2 separate regions of the Mus musculus genome follow, and region 2 is linked to region 1. The links are chromatin contacts, called in public HiChIP or PLAC-seq maps. All regions are on one chromosome and are shown on one strand. The core of a region is the stretch at or near the end of the contact, and the rest is flanking DNA. Distances in the headings are between cores, read along the strand shown. Region 1 has its middle 11 kb from the start of Gm31195. Region 2 has its middle 200 kb from the start of Eya1.

The links. HiChIP or PLAC-seq counts read pairs in DNA pulled down with a chosen protein or histone mark.
Region 2: a contact with region 1 is called in an H3K4me3 HiChIP or PLAC-seq map of craniofacial prominence, with 4 times the contacts expected there. The contact joins two enhancer-like sites. A contact is called at or near these places in 5 of 115 datasets of contacts at active chromatin or transcription factors (craniofacial prominence, embryonic hindbrain, embryonic midbrain and 2 more) and 1 of 9 other capture datasets (embryonic stem cells).

Annotation. Positions count from the first base shown.
Region 1 is chr1:13,833,824-13,837,262 of GRCm38.p6, reverse strand. No RefSeq gene overlaps it. Among named protein-coding and RNA genes, the nearest start is that of Gm31195, 11 kb to the left of the region's middle. Within about 2 kb of position 1,607, at least 8 of the 459 cell types and tissues checked have an H3K27ac peak or open chromatin away from gene starts, as enhancers often do. A contact at or near this core is called in craniofacial prominence, where this site is marked.
Region 2 is chr1:14,505,021-14,508,459 of GRCm38.p6, reverse strand. No RefSeq gene overlaps it. Among named protein-coding and RNA genes, the nearest start is that of Eya1, 200 kb to the right of the region's middle. Within about 2 kb of position 1,784, at least 96 of the 459 cell types and tissues checked have an H3K27ac peak or open chromatin away from gene starts, as enhancers often do. A contact at or near this core is called in craniofacial prominence, where this site is marked.

The DNA.
Region 1 (3,439 bases), core at 358-2,857:
TTCTTTTCATTTTCAACATTTTCTCTTAAAAAAAAATCTCAGTTTCCTTCTTGAATTGTTGCTGACATTTGAATCCCTAGTCCTGATCTGATCTTCTCTTTCGAATTTTTCTCTGCGTTATTGACTTTCCTCTGAAAGGCCAAGAAGGAATTTGTTTGCTTGTTTGTATCTTCTCGGAGATCATGTTTACTCTAAGCTTTTAATCTCCATACAGCATGTCATCTATATGAGATAAAGCTGCTTAGCTAAAGAAAAGATGCAGGGAAATGAAAAATCAGAGGAGAATCATGATTAAATAAATGAAAATACAAAGAGAATTGAGGCGAATGATAAGAGGGAGAAGAAAGGGTCAAGGTATTAGAAAAGAAAAAGGCTCCCCAATATTGAGAAAGTCCAGACACAAAATTAGATGAGTGTAAAAATGGAAATGAAAAAAATAATTTCCCATTCTGTTTTCACATTACATTTTTTCAATATAATAATGGGATACAGTTTATCAGTGCGGCCATGCAAGAACATTTTAACAAGATGGCCTCCTAAGGCTGATCAGGGCTGAAAACCTATAGCTAAATTTTTATACTCTCAGCTTAGTAGTGCACACAGTCAAGCTTGGATCTCATAAACCTGCCATAGTGAGTTAGTGTAGCCATGAAGCAGTCTCACACAGAGCAATCCTCTGACCAGGGTATTGGTGCATTATGAAGATGCACTGCTGTATCTGGAGATGTTTTGTTCTGCTCTTCTCTCGCCTTTAAGTAAACTTTTATGGATTCAGACTCTCCAGAAAATACCCTTGGAACAACATAATGCAGAAAGCCTTTCTAAAGTCTACAAAGCGGAACAGTGTTTAGACAGATGTATGAACTTCCCGTGTGGAGCAGGGGATGGAGAGGCCCAGCAGGAGAGGGGTGCCTGCCTTCTGTGTATTTGAACAGTGCCAAGTCCATCGGGAGGCCTTTGTGTTATGGAGGAGATGAGGCCAGAGGGAGGTGAGCTCCAAAATGTGAAGGAGCCAGAGAGTAAGTTCAGGGATGGATACTTTACTCCTGGAGGGATTAGAAGCCAGCGGAGCGTTAGAGCCAGAGAGAGGCTCACGCGCAGTAAATGTGCATTTCTGGAAGCAAATCTGCTGGTGCTCTGATTATACTGTGCTCTACCAGGCAGGAAGACAGGCAAAGTGTTCAGGGTAGTCATGGGGATGGGTGAAGATGAGAAAATGAAAGTCTGAACTATAGTTACAATTATATGATTAATAATTATAAATGAAGCCAAAACAAAGAGGCCAGTTCATGAACTCTTATGGGAGAATCTGGGATATGCTAGAGCCAGCTTATACCAGCTTTCAAGAGCCAGTGTTATATACTTAGGACGTTTGTGAACCAGTTCTTACCCCACTGGCAGTTTAGAATCAACAGAGAAAATCAGTCATAGAACTTAGCAAATATCCCGTGCTTTCTGTTTTCTGGAGAGCCAGACTACAAACAAACCAAACACAGACTTGAAAGGACAGGAGACAAGCAGGAGACAGCAGGTTCTGTTTGGAAACCCCTTGAGCAATGCAGCTCTCAGAACCTGGGAGGGCTCTATACCACAAAGTTGGAATCTGAAGCTACGTCAGCTGCATAGCAGACTTGCCTCTGATGTGACAGGGCCATTATGGTAAACACTCCAGTTCAGGGAGGTTGGGGCCATGGTTTAATCTCAATTAATTTTTAATGTGTCCTATCCTGATTCAAAATGCCTGGAAGGATGCCGTGCTGTGATAACAGACTATGCAAGGCCTAAGCAAGACTGGGAGGCCTCACACTCCACCCTGACTCATGAGAGAAGCAAGCAGCATTCACACACTGCCGTTAACACTTAAAACTATAGCTTGTAGGCTCTGATACATAGAACCATCTTCAAAATACACTATCTTGCTTACGTGATTCTAAGAGCTGTCTGGTCCCTGCTGTGAGGCTGCTGGACCATGACTCTGTGAGGGAAGGTGAAATGTGTCTGGCACAGGCCAGAGTAATCCATTCCAGACACATGTGTAATGGGGGGAAACAGGTGCAAACAATTGAACCAGCTGTCAGCAAGCTGTGGGGATCACTCTTGATATCTTAATCACTAGTCGATCCGTGCGCCATGTTGGCAGTCTTGCTGTCATAGCTCGCTGCACATCTGTAAGCCTTTTCCATTTTCTTCTGATGTTCCGTCAGTTCTCACAAAGACTGACATCAGGAGAGATGCAAATTGAGTGTGATTGCTGCCGCTTCCTCTTTCCTACCATAGAACCTGAGGGTTGACAAATGCTAATAATTGCTCATTTTTCACTACTGGTTGTCAGGTGCCACACAAGGCAAGAGCTGAGAGCTCCCTCTGTCCCTGTGAACATCTTGTCGGGGGTTTCAGGAACTGCATACGATGTGTCTGTGTATGTGATGTCTCCGTTGCATAAAGAAACTTTACTTGTGCAGGAAATTAGTTGGCTGCTGGTTGCTGTTGTTTTGTTGTTTTAAATGTGTTTATCAGAGCCCCTTCATTCACAATAATACTACCCTCATAATCTCTAGGAAAAGAGAGTGAATGAATGTCTTATCTTTTTCCTGTCAGGAAAATGTCACCACCATAATTACCATAACAGGTAATTATCCCTAAGATACCCGGGAATCAATGGCCTCATCAGCAGGGACCCACCATCTGAGATATCTGGGTTGATAACCCTGTGGAGGTCAATAGACCGTATATACTACACATACAAAAGAACAAATGAATCTGAATGCCCCTTTAAAAATCTTATCCCATGGCCTCTGCCCCGAAGACTAGGTAAGCTCTGTGGACCTGTGGGTTTGGAGAGCCATGGATGGAACTTGTGTTTTGTGGCTGAGTCTAGGACATGCATCAGGTAGAGGAACCCCAGAGGATAGGAAGTGAACTCCCCAGCTTAGCTATTGTTTGCATGATATCTCTACCTACTGCTTTTTATTTGGTTGGATTTTGTTTTTAAGTTTTATTGGAAATAACGTTTCATACAATCTATTTTACTCATTGTTTGCCCTCCCTCATCACCTCACAGACTTTCCCACCTCCTCACCCGTCCATTCTCCACCATCTTTTTCTCTGTGTTTAGAATACAAAGGCAGGAGGAAAGAGAGGGGAGAGGAAAGGAGGAAGGAAGGAAGGAAGGAAGGAAGGAAGGAAGGAAGGAAGGAGCACAAGAAACATGTATGAACACAGAGCACAGACACACAGAGAGAGCATGCACATAGACACACACACACACACACACACACACACACAAAGCCCAAACACAGAGTACACACAAACATAAACACCCCATATAGACCCACATGCACACACACACAAACACAGAGCACACACAGGCACATGCACACACACACACAGTAAGTAAGTAAGTAAATTAAAACACAAAATTAGAAGCCATAATACACAA
Region 2 (3,439 bases), core at 535-3,034, 670 kb before region 1:
CATCAGAGGAGGGCTTCAGTAGCAGTAGAGGGGCAGCTGCGCCTTGACCTGCTCAGTTGCTTGACCGGTTTACATAGAGTCTGAGATGGCTAGCTCCCCAGGATCCATTCTGTTTTATCCAGGGTTGTTTATACTCTTCCAGAAACTGGATTCTCCCAGTTCCCCAAAGAAAAGAAGGCTCTAGGAATTCTGCAGCCTTATTGGGAGAAATAAATGATTTGTCCTCCGCCTGGGGCACTGGGGGTGGGGGTGGGGGAGGGGGAGTATCTACTCCAAGTTTCAGTAACCTGCATGTATATATTAGGCCTGAGACTATGGTTATCAAGGTGGGTAGACTGGAGGGGAGATACAGAGATGGGAGTGGGAGTAGGAGAAGCTTCCTGCTGTGGGCCTTGAATGGCTTCACTCCTGTCGAGAAGGCTTAAGGTAAGGCAGCCTGACGATGATGATGATGATGACGACGACGACAGTAAAAACTAAAAACAAGAACATAACAGCAAAGGAGCATGGAGGACTCCATTCACTGTGATTCTCTGCCCATTTTTGACAATTAAAAAAAAATGATATGGACCACAACTGCAGAATAAAGACCTAAGCCAGTGAGTTCAGGGAAGAAAGGTTTTAACGTCATTGGACTCTGACACTAAAATGCCCTCAGGCTTACAACTGCAAAATTGTACGTAAAATTCTGAGTTTGGGACTGCCTGGCTGGCTGTTTTCTCTTTAAACAGTTTCCTGGTGGCTCTCACTGCGCCAGAAATTATTGTATACAAAAGACATAAAAACCTTAACGTGGCCAGATGACCCTGATGCCTACATAGCCCGGTTCCCTTTTCTCTGGGATTTGACATCCCCTTTGCCTTTGTTGCTAGGAGCACCCAGTGCTCAGCTCAGGGTCGGACAGGCGCTTTGGTCACGTCTGGACAGGCCAGATGCTATGACTCTTCACGACAGAAGGCAAAACAAAACTGTGCGAGCTTATCTTAACCTCATGCCTACCACCAGACTCTACTGCTGTCTGAAAGAGCTCCTCATCATCATAGTGCATCTTAGGTTTCAAACCAAGTCTTTGCACCTAGCAAGGGAGCCAGGTCTGTGGACACCCTGAGTAAAGCACTCTCCAGAGACTCCGGAGACTCAAGTACTCACTCTCTCCAGCACTAAGAGAGAGGACTTTTGTCAGCTTCTGCTGGGACAACCCCAGAGCCCACTCCTCTGCCCACACCGCCAGTAGCTGCAGATTTGACTTCCTGCCTAACTCCCATCCGAACCTTTGGGACCCGCAGCTACTGTTTCCTTCTAAGTCTCTAGCGACGGCTGCCAGCGGGGTTACTGGACCAAGGAGAGGACCTCTAGACGACAGTGCCCTAGATGGTCGTGGAGCGCCTCGACGTGCCTCGCACTTGCGGGGAAACTTCCCCACACCTGCACACCACGGGCCTTTCTCCGGAGCCCACGCTCCCGGGCGCCGCAGGTGACTTGCAGAGTCCGATGTCCCGGGCCTCTTCAGGCGTCTGCTCCCAACTGCCCTTTTTCCTGAGGCCTCGGGATCCTCCTGGGTAGCGCCCATCTGTAGTCTCCCGATTCCCTCTCCCTCCCCTTGCCCCCGCCCCTATCTCCCGCCCCGCCCCGCCCCGCACCCCATCCAGGGTCTGTGAACCCAGGCGGGTGGCTGCGACACCGCGTTGACCTGCGGCAGCCACCGCGGTGCACGGGGTAGAGGCGGGGAAGGTAGAGAGGGGAGGGAGGAGCCGAAGCCGAGGAGAGGCGGTGGGCTGGGGCCAACTGATCCTCGCTGGGCTAAGCAGAAGCAGCTGCTCGTAATAGACGCCGCCGGGAGCGGGCTGGTGTCCGGGTCTCGGAAGCTCGAGAGTACAGAGGGCGAGCAGGAGGGCCACTGAGGCGGCTGTGACCCGCGCAGCAGGCAGCTAGCTGCTCAGTGTGCAGTGCTCACTGCCGACCAGTTCCATAAAGGATGGGCCAGAGTCATAAGGGTTTCCTGATTTGCCTTCTTCACTGGACCAGATGAAGCACCCAAATCGCCCTCATTTCTTCCACCTAAGAGTCCCCTCCTTTTCCCGCCTAGCAATCGAGGAAAAGGTGTTATTCAAAACTCTACAAGGCGTGGCATCTCAGGCGCCCTGCAGGTCCCTTCAGCTCTTTTCTTCTCATAAAACATCCCCGCAAAATCCAGAAACCTTACTGCTTCTTTAGGTCTTTAGGTCTAGCTGCAAGGAATTGCTTTTCCAGCATCTCTTAGGTTACCGCTCCCCAAGAACTTCACACTCGCGAAGTAAGGAAATGGCTGGTCCCAGGTGCTTAGACTATTAGCAAGTGTTTGTAAATGAACATGTTTTGGAAACGTAGGGAAAATCCTATCGCGGAGATAAATCCACAACAAACTGTAACTGATTTCTGTCATTTTATCTCTCCATTTATCTACCTAAATGCAAAACCCGGGATTTTCTGTTGTTTGCATAAACCGCAAGCATTTGGCATTTGTGCGAGTGTTTTATTCCCATACATCCAAGAACTGGCAACTGGCCTTCAAAATCTCCAAAATACATACTTGGCCCTAGAAAAATGAAACCAAGATATGCCTCTTGCATTTACATTTCATGTGTTTTGCTTTTCCTAACTGGAAGAAATCTCTCTCTCTCTCTCTCTCTCTCTCTCTCTCTCTCTCTCTCTCTCTCTGTCACACACACACACACACACACACACACACACACAGTGAGGGGGTCGGTCTCATCTGCTTTGAGGCCTCTGACTTCTCTACTTCAGTGATACATAGTAATGAAATTTTAGTGACCCCCAAATATAATCAACCTTGAATTTCTTTGGGTATTTACATCGCCTAGGGTTTTTACTGCAGTTTTGCCGACATGTTTTGCTTAATTGAAGCCATGCCAGAGAAGAAAAACAAAACTCTGTTTTTGTTGGGAAATCATTTTTTTTCTTTTTTCCTAAGCCCTCAGTGTGATAGAAAGGGTAGTAGTCTCACAGATTTGCAATGGAGTGTGTTTGATTTTAGCTTATCGAAGAATGCAGCTTTGTTGACAATATTTGTCTTTTTGACTCACAAAAATATGTCCTTTCGTTAAAAAATTAAATTAGTGAAACAACACAGCTTCCAGAAGTAAGCCACTCCCCCGCCTACCTGTTTTTAAAGACGAAAAAGCTACCAAAAATCTTCATTTTCTCTACTTCTTAAGAGAAGAGAGTCACTATTAATGAATGAAATTCGAATATCCTGTTTGAGGAAGTAGACACATCTTTTAATCTTGAGTTTAGACAAAGGCGCTGTTCATATCTCTTTGGGGGAACTATCTCCCGCATCGGAACAGCCTTGCCAACAGCATCTCTCTTTGAGATGCCTCCGAAGTATCCCACAAACATTTCCAGTGTGCTGCTGCTGCTACGTTTAACACCGTGTGTT